Regions from separate parts of the Zea mays genome. Here all the other regions are linked to region 1. A link is a contact called in public Hi-C and HiChIP or PLAC-seq data. All regions are on one chromosome and are shown on one strand. The core of a region is the stretch at or near the end of the contact, and the rest is flanking DNA. Distances in the headings are between cores, read along the strand shown. Region 1 holds the start of LOC100192799. Region 2 holds the start of LOC100381846. Region 3 holds the start of LOC100285586 (RNA binding protein).

The links. Hi-C and Micro-C count contacts between places; a contact is called where the count stands out from the background. HiChIP or PLAC-seq counts read pairs in DNA pulled down with a chosen protein or histone mark.
Region 2: an H3K4me3 HiChIP or PLAC-seq map of leaf shows a contact between it and region 1, with 4 times the contacts expected there. The contact joins the promoter of LOC100381846 here to the promoter of LOC100192799 in region 1. A contact is called at or near these places in 9 of 25 Hi-C or Micro-C datasets (bundle sheath, ear, endosperm and 3 more) and 1 of 3 datasets of contacts at active chromatin or transcription factors (leaf).
Region 3: a Hi-C map of endosperm shows a contact between it and region 1, with 4 times the contacts expected there. The contact joins the promoter of LOC100285586 here to the promoter of LOC100192799 in region 1. A contact is called at or near these places in 15 of 25 Hi-C or Micro-C datasets (bundle sheath, ear, endosperm and 5 more).

Annotation. Positions count from the first base shown.
Region 1 is chr8:134,320,250-134,324,413 of Zm-B73-REFERENCE-NAM-5.0, reverse strand. LOC100192799 reads right to left here and starts at 2,086. Exons shown (of 12, transcript NM_001137992.1): 1 at 1,966-2,086; 2 at 1,653-1,722; 3 at 1,100-1,228; 4 at 877-1,001; 5 at 461-582; 6 at 280-362; 7 at 1-40. The coding sequence starts at 1,655.
Region 2 is chr8:134,529,132-134,533,052 of Zm-B73-REFERENCE-NAM-5.0, reverse strand. It overlaps LOC100381846, which reads left to right and starts at 2,114. Exons shown (of 16, transcript NM_001361545.1): 1 at 2,114-2,246; 2 at 2,331-2,610; 3 at 3,879-3,921. The coding sequence starts at 2,351.
Region 3 is chr8:134,115,982-134,120,116 of Zm-B73-REFERENCE-NAM-5.0, reverse strand. It overlaps LOC100285586 (RNA binding protein), which reads left to right and starts at 2,419. Exons shown (of 4, transcript NM_001158477.2): 1 at 2,419-2,954. The coding sequence starts at 2,472.

The sequences.
Region 1 (4,164 bases), core at 837-3,336:
CTGCACGTTTAGCTGGCACTGGAACCTTTTTAGCCATTTTCTGCAGAATTAATAAGCCCATCAGTGCTAATGAGACTGATAAAAACATTTACAATCCCTGCAGAGATCATCCACATGGTTATGCCACTGAATCACACATAAGCCATGCAACTCAAAAGCCCATGTTTTGTCATTATTCCAGTTAAAATGAGCGAAAGTGAAATTTATAACCAAAGAGTAGTAAATTGCTAAAATCTAAGCAGGTGTAAGGTGAAACAATTTGAAGTTGAGTTTCCTCACCTCCATGTGCAAAGCTTTTATCTCAGAATACTGCTTCCTTAGCTCTGAATTGTTTGGATCAAGACTGATAGCAAATTCAGCATCTATACACATAATCGGTGTATAATTCAGGTCAATATTCAGAAAGTAAAAAAGAAGATTATAAAAAAGAAAAATACAGAAGCATTTTAGCATGGAATACCATCCATTGCCTCCTTAAGCTTCCCAAGTTCTTTTCGTGCAGTAATTCGGCGTGAGTATGCTTTAATATAGCGATCATCCAGATTCAGAGCTTCAGTGCAATCGTCCTCTGCCTCCTTGAATCTGATGAATTACATATCTATAATATAAGACTACAGCAGGAAAAAAAACCTCTTGGAAACGGAACTTCCAGGTTCCACAGGACACAGCAGGTAGGTAAAAATATATTATAAATAGCACAGATAACAAGAACCAAGAATACAAAAAATATGCCTTATCCTACAGTCTCAAATTGCTGGAGCTAATAAAAATATATGGCTTCAGATTAAATCGAGATGGGGTACTTCTAGTAAAAGCAGAACAAATGAAGATATTGCATAAGGTGAAGTGGATGCATACAGTCCCAGAGTAACTTGCCTTCTTAGTTTAAGATATGCCATAGCTCTATTTGCAAATGTGACTGCTGTAGGAGACAGCCCAATACTTCTGGAGTAGCATTCAATAGCATCAGTGAACTTCTTCTGTTTGAAATACTCATTTCCCTGGAAATAAAACATAGGAAGCAACAGGTGTAGCTTAACCAAAGCTTGCTTGTGAAACAGCCTACAAAGCAGGGACTAAATAGCCTGAGTATTACAACCTGCTCCTTTTCCGATGTAGCATCCGGCATTGGTTCGTCGTTTAAGTAGCTCGAGTACTTCATATTGTACAGATCACGGAAACTTTTAGACGAAGTTCCTGAAGTTCCAGTAGATCTCGCCTTATATTCCTGCAGGGGTATTTTTTTCGCTTTTAAGCCAGAGGTCCAAAATTAGGAACGCCAAGCTACCATCCAGCTCAACAAAAAACGGAGTGGGCAAGGCTGCAATAGAAATTGAAGTTTCAAAGAACCAACTACAGATATAAGTTGAAATTTTGGACACATGCCATCTCTGGCAACCACAATAGGGGGATAAACTCCAAGAGCTGCTGCTTAAAGTTAAATTCAGGTCGTCAGCAAACGAAATCTCCACATCAAAAATCTGCATTACCCCAAACGCAAAAGGAGACAGTCCATTTAACATTACAAATCCGTATTTGCCGTATTTGCCGCATTCACCGGACTCCACTAGCTATCTAAACCTCTTGACTGAGAGCAAGATATATTCTCACACTAGTCAAGGGAGCAAGGGGCAGTCCATGAGTGTCCTTACCATATTGCCACCGCCTCCTGCTCCTAAATCACAAACCCAAATCTTGCGGGTTTGATCACCCAATCAGCCCCTGAAATCCATATCAAACAACCAAAAATTATAAGGAGAGGTCGTATATGCATATGTTATTAAGAGAGGAATATCACAAAACTGCCGCACACAGAATCAAACAGGGAAAGATGAACGAGACGAGTCGCTACGTGTGGAGGGCGGCGGCGGGTACGACTCCGATTCAAATTAGGAGAAGGCGAGGTGGAGCGGTGGGCGGCGCGGCTCAAGGAAGAAGACGGAGAATAATTCCGAGTGTTGGTACCTGTACTGCGCGCCGGTAGAGGGCTCGCACAACCCACGAGGAAGGGGAAGAGCTCAAGGGAGGTGGTCAGGTGGAGGCGGCTTTGTTGCAGAGGGTTCCAGCGACTAGTGGAGTCGAGCCGTCGGCCCGGGCCGTCGGGGAAGAAGAACGCTCTGCCTCTGGTTGCTTTGTTGCCTGCTGGTTTCGGGTTGTGGGTTCAGTTTTGGGCACTTTGCACGTGGATTTCCAGCCCAATAACTACACACTACTGTAGCCTGCAAATGGGCAGCATTCTTTTTTACTTCTATTTCAAAATAATAATAGTTGTCTGAGTAAAGAAAATGAAAATATATGTATATATATATATATAATCACCTGCTCAATTGAAAATGGCGAGATTCAAATTTGCCAATCTTCAGAGATTTTCTCGTCCGGCCAGTTGAATTCGTGAGATTTTTTTTCTAAACAAGCTATTGTAGCTAGGAGTGGTAATGGGCTGTATTATAAAATTTAAAAATCAAATCAGATTAGAACTAATCTCTATTCCTATTTATTTTTAAACCAAAATTAATTAAGGGCTCTAACTTATATTGTAAAGAAAGATTTAGATTATGATCCATTACAATCTCTAATTGTAGCCAAGGGGAAGCATACAAAAACAATTTATATGTCAGCCAAACAAAAACAGAAGTGTTTTTCCCTCGTAAAAAAAATCATACCCTCAATCTCTGAGTGAAATAATAACGCTGTGGCATGCATTTGGGGCAAACGGCCTTCAACTAGCAGAGCTGCATAGGCACTGCAGCCTGCCGCCTATGCTGCTGAACCATGAGCCATGTATATAAAAAAAAATATGTGGAGTACAATCATGACCGCCTAGAACACCGCAACACTTGTTTAAACAGGCGGTCACATCCGCATATAAAACCTATAAGAATATATACACAGGAATTGAGAATGGCAAATCGGCCGAAATGCGCAACTCAAGGAATTACGGCAACACAATTGACTGAATCAAGCAAGGTACTCTATATCCATCATTTATATTTATTTTTATAGTCTTCTTTAAAAAATTTTATCCTCTATATATCCTTTCTCTCCAACAACATACTTTAAATCATGTCCTCTATACAAAAATACCTATATTAGAGACATTTTTTATTTTTTATTTTTTGTATACGTATTTGTCATACTCTCAGTATTGTACATATTTTTGTTTTGCTAAACCGGTTATTTAAAGTATTCAAATGGATAGAGGACCGTTTAGAGAAACTCTATATATAGAGAATCCAACAGCGTCCTCTAAATTTAGAGGACTATTTAGAGGACGCTGGAGAATATAGAGGATCGTTTGGTCCTCTATATTTAGGGTAGAGAAGGCTTTAGAGACTATTGCTGGAGCGAGCATCAGGTTAACATGAAAACACAAGACAGGATCTATGACAGCATGGACGAACTAGTATGCCTATTTACCACACATGCCTCCTAATTCGGCGAGGTAAAGATCAACCAGGGGTGGGTAACTATGGATGGCAATGAGGAATTTCTTGACAGGAAATAGCCCCTCGTACTCGTCCCACTTGCGAGAACATTTCTTTTCCATTGTCGGTCCTCCACAGTGCCTGGGATTCTCGTCTTCGTTTAAATTATAATTAGAACATACATTTTTTGTTATTAATGCAAAATATTTTCACTTATACATATTATTATATTGAAGAAAATCATTATGTGTATATCCAAATGAACACATTTATGTAATGATTGATCTGTTGATAAGGTAATTATTTATTTTTATCATTAATTAGTACTCAAAAACATTGTCATATGAAGGTTTAATGGGTCCCCGTGGGAAACAAAGATGGAAAATGCTTCTCGTCCCCATCCTCATTTGCCCATTAGAGAGGGATTTTTCCCTATTTACATCCCCGTGAGAAAAAACTTCTATATCCTCGTTCCCTAATAGAGGGAGAATCAAAGATCAGGACCCATTGTCATCTCTAAGGGCGACATACAGTTTCCTCGGACAACGGCTCCATGGGCGATGGTGGTCAGAGGAGAAAACAGAACCAGCATCAATCATTGGTCGACGATGACTCGTATATCACGTCCACATAGGTCGGCATGTCTAGGCCAGGGAATCTGTGATAGGCTTCAGGGCGACATCTGGATTCTTCGTGCCCATCGCCGATTTGTGTGTGCATACCGGATGTAAAGTCACTC
Region 2 (3,921 bases), core at 865-3,364, 210 kb before region 1:
ATATAGCTCCTGCACCACCCTTTCTCCTCCCTCGGCGGGCTCCGGCTGTCCCTGTGTCTCTGGTGTGCAGCATCCTTCGACCCGTGATAGGACGCTTAGTTCGCCGTGCTGACACCGCGCCACGCCGTCGCACGTCCACCTCCTGTGCGGCGCGCGTGGGGGCTACGTCTGCGTGCACTCGCCCTTAGGGCTCACTATCGTGGCCGATCCACTCAGCACGGCCGGATGCGTCGCGTTGGATGCCCTAGCGTGGCCTGCTCCCGTGCGTGAGGTAGACAGAGAGCAGACTTGTAGCCGTAAAAAGCCTTGCCAGTGGCAGGCCTGCTTAGCCAGTGCGAGCCAGACCACGTCCATATAGCAACCAAACGCGTAATATCTGCTACATATATGAAGGACGGGCAGTGCGTGCGGCCGCGCTTGCCGTTTGCGTTGCAGGCCGTGTTTGCGTTGCGGCGATCTGTAGGCCACACGCTTGTCGTTTGCGTTGCAGGCCGTGTTTGCGTTGCGTCGATCTGCAGGCCGCGCTCTCGCTTCCACGTGATCTCTATGTCATCACGGACAGCTTGCGGATGTCATCCTCTATCTCATAACTGCATAACACATATTTGTATATATAAGTTATCGAAATATTATTTATTCCCGTTGCAACGCACGAGCACTGACCTAGTGATATTCATAAGTGAGAAACTTTCTCCAAAGTGGTATTTCACCAATTCTTATTTTCTTTTCTTAATTTATTTTCCTACTTTTATTTTCTACCATCTAAGGCCTTGTTCGGTTATTCCTAATACACATGAATTGGATAAGATTAGAAAAAATTCTTAAGAAGTTTGACTTGTTTAAGAAGTTCCCAGTGAGGCTGTCACTAGGCTGCAGGTGGCAGGAAAAGCCCTGCTCTTCGCAGCTAACTAGATAAAATGTGCTTCAAATGATAGAAAATAAAAACAAAATAGAAAATAGATGAAATAAGAGTGAAATACTATTTTAAAGCAGGAGCGGATTTAGATAAAACAATCATTGGTGTCATCTCAATTAAATTATAAAATCATCAATTCATTTAAGTGCTAGCAAACATATATTCTAATGTAGATTAATAAAATTTATTGGTGTCATGGACACCAAAAAAGGCCCAGATCCGTTCCTGTTTTAAAGAAGGTACTCACTTATAAGCAGCATTATAGAGAAATACAATTTATAAGTACTATTGTAGAGAAGCCACTAATTACGGGTATTATAATAGCAAAAAAAACTCATTGTCGACACAAGGAGCGGCCTCTGCTATATGTACAGTCTCTCAAGGATCACCCCTACGTACGCGTCTGGCTGGCCTGACTACACCGGCAAAGACCAATACGAGTTGGAACAGCAACACATCATCTTGGATGGTGATCTTCGAGCGACCCTATTCTCTATGCCATCCAATCCAAGGCCAGAGTCTGAGAGATCAGAGAAGCGCACGCGCTGCAGCAGAGCCCACATGCTCGCTCCACCTGATGCTCAGCATGTGCTCCGTGCTCGCTCTGAGCACGCCCGCACGGCGGGAACCTGGCCGCGAAGATGCGCGAGGTTCGCTCTCGCTCGTCACGCGGCGCGGTGCGGTGCGGTGCAGGCGTGCAGGCGTGCAGCACTAGCACGCATCTCTCTTGCCACTGTGTTGCCAGTTGCCACCGCAGAGGATCCTTGCCCGGGTACAATCTCATCATCGTCTTCGTCATCAGTGATGATTCGGCAGGGTCAGTGCTGCATCTGGAGTAGAATCGTCCCGCATTTGCGAATTGATTAGTTGGAAATAGCAGGCAGGATCATTAGGGGCCTCCGAGTCCCACCACTAAAAAAGTGCACCCCACTTTTTTTTTGGATCCACTAAAAAAGTGCCCACAATCCGCAGGGCAGCCGCGCCCACACGTCAGAGACGAAGACGCCGGCGGCCGCACCTCCCTCCTCGCCGCCGCCCCGGCGGCTTCTAGCTTCTGCTGCCGATGCCGATGGCGCTATTGTCTCGCGGATTGATGGGTGCCACGCGCACTTCAACGCGCCGTGCTCACACGGCGCTGGCGCCCGGGCCCCACAGCACCGCTTTATAAGTAACCAGCACGCGCTGCCCCCTCCCCTCCTCCCCCGGTCTCACTCACACTCCTTCATCGGGCTCGGCCCGCGCGGTCGTGAGTTCGTGACTGCGGAGGAAGTAGCGCAGGCGAAAAGGCTGCAGCAGTGGACGGCGGCGAACCCTAGCCTAGCTCCGCGAGGTGAGTGGTTCAGTTCGACGGCTGGCGCCCGCGTATGGGGCTGCGCGATTCCCGCTGACTTCCTTTCTGGTGGATTTTGGCAAGTGCGTTGGCGGTTTGATTCGATGGCCGTGGCGTCGCGGCTCGCGGTCACGCGTGTGTCGCCGGCGGACGGCGCGCGCCCCGCGGCGGCGGCGGGGAGGAGGAGTGGGCTCGCGGTGGTTCGGCTCCCGCCGACCGACAGCAGGGGGAGAAGGAGGAGGCGCGGCGGGGCCGTCGCGGCCAGCCCCCCGACGGAGGAGGTCGTGCAGATGACGGAGCCGCTCACCAAGGAGGACCTCGTCGCCTACCTCGTCTCCGGGTGCAAGCCCAAGGAGAACTGGAGGTTAGAAGCTTCCATATGCACATGCTCCTTCATTTGTTTGTTTATTAGTTTTTTTTTGCTTCTTGAAATGATACCTGTCATAAGTTCTTATATATAGCCAACTGTTGCCATGAAAAATTGATCACGCGACACCACGATAACTATAGTTCGTGCGACTAGTTTTCAGGGGTTCCTCACTTTCGTGGAGGAGAGCGGACTGTTTTTAGCGCAAAACAGCATAGATTACCAATCCCTAATGCATATTAGTGTGCAAAAAAGCAAAGATTAGGTTCTCTTTGTCGATGCAGAAGCTTTGCTTTTGACACCTTTGGCTCCATGCACTCTCGGCTCGCCCACGTGTCCCAAAGTAGTCCTATGAGGGTTCAATGATCAGATATAGATTTTCTGTCAGGTCAAGTTAACAATCTTGACATGAAACACCATCTAAACACTAAAAAAAGGGGCGCACCCAGTGCCGTAGGCTTCCCGCACTGTGTAGGTCTAGGAAAGGGTATATTTAAGCGCCAAGCCTTACCCGCATAATATGCAGAGGCTGGGGCTCGAACCCGGGACCTTCCGGTTACAGACGGTAGGCTCTACCACCGCACCAGGCCCTAAACCATCTAAACACTAACTTTGTTATTTTGGACCTTTCCCCGCACATGAACTCAAGCATGCCTCATGTGGTAGCTAGTCTCCATACTGGATGCAAACCTGAACAGGAGATACATGCTAGTAGCTTTGACTTGATGAAAACACTATATTGCTCCCTCATGACCTCGAATCATGACTCGGTTGCATCCTGTGGTCGATGTCTCAGCCAAGTATCTCGCTTGGGCTCACACATATTCCAACCTGCCACAAGTCTTATGCAGTGTGTATCAGCTCATTAACTTGATTATAACGATTAAATAAATTTGGCTGATCAAATAAACTAACTTGGCAAGTTACATTGTCAACACCAACAACGCTGTCTAGCTCTAACATTGAGGTTACTTTCAAGTGCTTACGACAGTGCCAACGATTGAGATGGATTAGTGCCCCTTTTAGTGATGAGCCGTGAGCCGGCTCTAGCGCGTACTTTGTACTAGGATGGATTCATCAGTGTGATGATCACTTGGCCATCGTTTTATCTTGTAGCTGTGTTCATGTTATTTGAGCAATGATAATTTGATATGTCTCGGTATTTATTAAAGATGCCCTTGTATTTTCTTTTTCAAAAAAGGAAGATATGTTTCAATTGGCTGTTCAGTAAGTTCATCCCCAAAGTAAACATCTGTCCTTTACAGAATTGGCACGGAGCATGAAAAGTTTGGTTTTGAAGTCGACACA
Region 3 (4,135 bases), core at 1,170-3,669, 200 kb after region 1:
TAAGAACAAGTCCCCAACAAGTACTAGTACACTGTAGCATTAAAGTGGATCTTTAGCATTGACTATTATTAAATGTTAATTTAAGCCAGACCAACATTAGTTCAACACATAGCAACAGAACATAATCCTTGGTCAGGAATAGGAATTGCAAGAAGAAAGATAAGAGCACACACTAAAACTAAGGCATCCATGCTAGAAGAATTGCATAGATGTGCAAATGGCTAACGTTCAAGTCATACATACCTAGAGCCAACCCACACATGCTGCAGTCACCACACAATTTCTAGATGTAACTCGAATCTCATCTAAGGAAGTAGATGTTGAAGAAATATACATATTTCAGATTAAATTTCGAATATAAATCATGAACAACGATAAATAAAGTAGTCGTCTCTTCCCTAACATGTTAGTAAGCAATACACAAAACATATCTATAACAACAAATAAACTAAAGTATGAGGTTAGATTGGTTGACATGTACTAATTAGACATATTGATTGACAGTGGGGAAGTGGTAGGGTTGATGACGTCGGCAGCAGTCGTGGAGGAGAGCGTGAGCGGTCGCGTGAAAACGTTTACCAAAAACCTTATTTGCCTTCTCCCGGTGCATGATTTCGAAGGCGGCAGGTTTCAAAGACCTGCTCTCCCAATCGCAGATGCATGTCAGTGCTCGGGATGAAGAGGACTACAATGGCAGCACAGTAGTAAGCAGAGGCAAAAATCTAACTCGTGTTTGGGATGATTCTGACGATAGCTGTCAGACGCCTTATATAGGGCCACGTCCATGAACCAATAAGGACCCGCGATCCGATCCGACAAGAGCTCAAATCCTTTTCTAATCATGATCGGATAGAGCTTTAAACTTAACAGCCAAGTAACCAAAATAAAAATAGCAAAAGTAAGTTGAGCCCTCGCAAGACGAGGAGCTAGATTTTGGCAGACCATTCACGTGCGCGTGTGGCACTCCGTCCTCTCTCCCCTCAACCATGACTTAGTGGGAGAGGGAAGCCTCCATATATAAACTAGTCTGACTCCATTTAGACTAGCAATGTGGGACTATTGGTTTCACCATTACCTTGCCGTACATGAATTTGTATGATTTTTCTAGGATTTAATTGAATTTCTTAATTGGGCCAAGCCCATAAATTCAATAACAAATACAGATGAATGGTTGTCCGGCGCTCACGCCGCAAGCTAAACCTCGAGCGGGCGGCCTTGGCGTATGTGGAGCAGGACTCGACTAAGTTAAGGAGGCGGCGGCTCACCTCCTTGGAGTAGAACTGTCACGTGTCGATCCCCTCCTCCACAGAGGCTCCGCCGCCACCCATGGCGGTCGCGACGACGAAGACCTCAACCTCAACGCCACACGAAGAGGATGATGTCCCCACGAGCGTCTCCACGAGGCGTCGCACCACCGCGTTGCGTCGTCGTTGTTCGCTCTCTCAGTTGTTAAATTCTTCCGTCTACGTTCCCGCAAGACGCCGTGAGAAAAAAAAACTAGATTTTTTAGAGTATATACTCCCTCCGTCTCAGGATATAAGGCGTAACCACTTTTTATTCTTGTCCCACAATATAAGGCGTGCTCTCTCTATGCATACGTATATCGATGCAGTGGTATAGAGACAATTAAATGCATTTCTTGGTCTTTGAACCAGAGGTGGTTACGCCTTATATAGTGGGACGGAGGGAGTATAACTATATAAAGCTAAATTTATATAAATAATGATGCGAACCATGGTTGTTAGTTTTAAAGTCACATTCACATTTATCAAGTCAACAGAACATATATACTATATTCATTCTCAAATATTGTTCACCCGTTATTTTATTTTTAAACTTAAACGCGACAAATATAAAAAAATTTTGGAGGAAGTATATTACGTACTTTAAACTCAAGTATAGATGTAAAACGTATGAACCTACAGACACTTTGCTAGCACATAAGAGTATCTCCAATAATATCTCAAACTAGTGCCTTAAATTGAAATATGAGGTTCTATATAGGAAAAACTACTCCAACAGTGGTACATTTCGTAAAATTTGGTCAAAAAACTATAGTGCACCCTTTCAAGTGTCTCAAATATACTACACTGTAGTAGACTGCTCTATAATCTATTAATCTAGATTTGAGGTTTTATCGTTGGAGCGAGACGTTTTTGTTGGTGCACTAAATTCTATAAAATATAATCATTTTTAAATTATATGATATTTTTATAGTACATGTTCTAACTAGCAGTTCTCCTGCCTATTTGTTTTCTAAAAGAGCAGTTACCTGACCGTCCGTCCACGTGGCCGATCCAACGGCTGATGTCTTCTTTCGGCCTCGGCGGAACCGCGGAAGCCGTCAAGTTGGTAGCTGTCGTGTTCTCTTCTGCCATTGTTGCCCTCGACTGGAGCAGTCAGTCCACTCCAGTACCTCTGCCGCACGCTGCTCCCGCCGCGCCACCAGCTCACCACCGCTGCTAGCCACGATGCGGTCGCCGCGAATCCCCGGCCGCCGCGACGCGGCGTCGCCGCAGACGCCAAAGGGGTTCAACCCGGGCGACCCCGTGGAGGTGGTCCCCGACGAGGCAGGCCTGCACGGGGCCCACTTCGCTGCCGTCGTCGTGGGGCCCAGCGCCAAGCCCCGCGGCTACACCGTCGAATACGACTCCCTCCTCGAGTCCGAGGGCTCCGACCGCCCGCTCCGGGAGGCACTGCCGGCGCGGAGCCTTCGCCCTCGCCCACCGCCGCCGCCCGCGCCCGCATCGGAGGCCCCGCCCGCGGAGCACGCCGCCGTCGACGCGCTCATCGACGACGCCTGGTGGCTCGGGGTCGCCCTCGCCCGCGCCGGCGCGCCCAGCAAGGTCAGGGTATGCTTCCCGGAGACCAGGGAGGTCATGGAGTTCGACGCCGCCGACGTCCGCCCGCACCTCGAGTGGGTTGACGGCGAGTGGCGCTCCCCAGATAACATGGTAGTAGCACTAACAAGGGTCTTTTCCAAGCTTTTTCTTTTTTCCCTATTTGATTCTGGGTTTCCAACTTTCGATAACATTAATTAATCGTAATCCATCAAAAGGCTTCTTCCCTTTCTTCCATTCGAGGTGATTTTTCGTGGGGTTAGGGTTAGAAATGGGGGCAACCACAGTTTGTTCGATGGTGGCAGGGCGAATGTGGGATTATGATTTTCCCACGCTTGCTAGGTGGAGAGTGAGGAGAATGAGGATTCTTGAATTGCTAGCTATTGTTGTATCTGTTAGATGGATTTATCTGTTTTAGCTTGAGTAATACAGGTGTTAGAACATTTTAGGGCGAATGTGCTTGTGGTCTCACTGGCTGGAAAATTGCCTATCAACAGATTAAGAGTATGAAGTCAAGGTACTTGGACGAGCTGAATGGTGTTCAGTCAGATCAGATGTGGGTCATGCTGGAATGAAGTGTTTCTAGCTAATGGTGAACTATGAAAGCATTTGACCCCCTTGATATTCATGGGCGGTTTTAGTTATCTGTAGCTTTTTATTCCCACTCCACCCGTTTCAAATTATGCTTTTCTTTGGCTTTGTCCTAAGTCAATTTTCTCTAACTTTTACAAAGTTTCTTAAGAAAAATATATTAACATCATCTACAAGTTCAAATAACCATGGTTCTTAAAGCGGTAGGGCGAGACAAGGCGTTGAACCACCTCCTAGATGCCTAGGCGACGCCAAGGCGAGCAAGGCGATGCCTTATCTATCTAAGAACCGGCCAGACAGCAGCATGGAGAGGAAGAAAAAGAAAAAAAAGGAAAAAGAAGAAGGGAAGGGGTAGGAGGCCAGCCCACCAGCCAGCCCATATATTCCCTGCCCCGCCGTTGCAGCAGCCACCACTCGCGATTTGGCGACGCCGCTGCCCTGATTTGACGCCGTCGCTGTTAATTCAGGCATCGCTGCCCCCGATTCCAGCCGCCGCCACCACTCCGATTCAACGTCGCCCCTTCCCCTTCCTATACCTCTTGCTGGTTCTTAGCTAGGCGACGGGGACACCTAGCTGTTTTTGGGCACCTGGACGTCTAGGCATCGCCTTTAAAACATTGCAAATAACCGCACTATCAAAATATATGTCCATGTGAACTATAGTTTGTAATGGAGGGAATAGTTTCGAATAATACTCCAAGTCT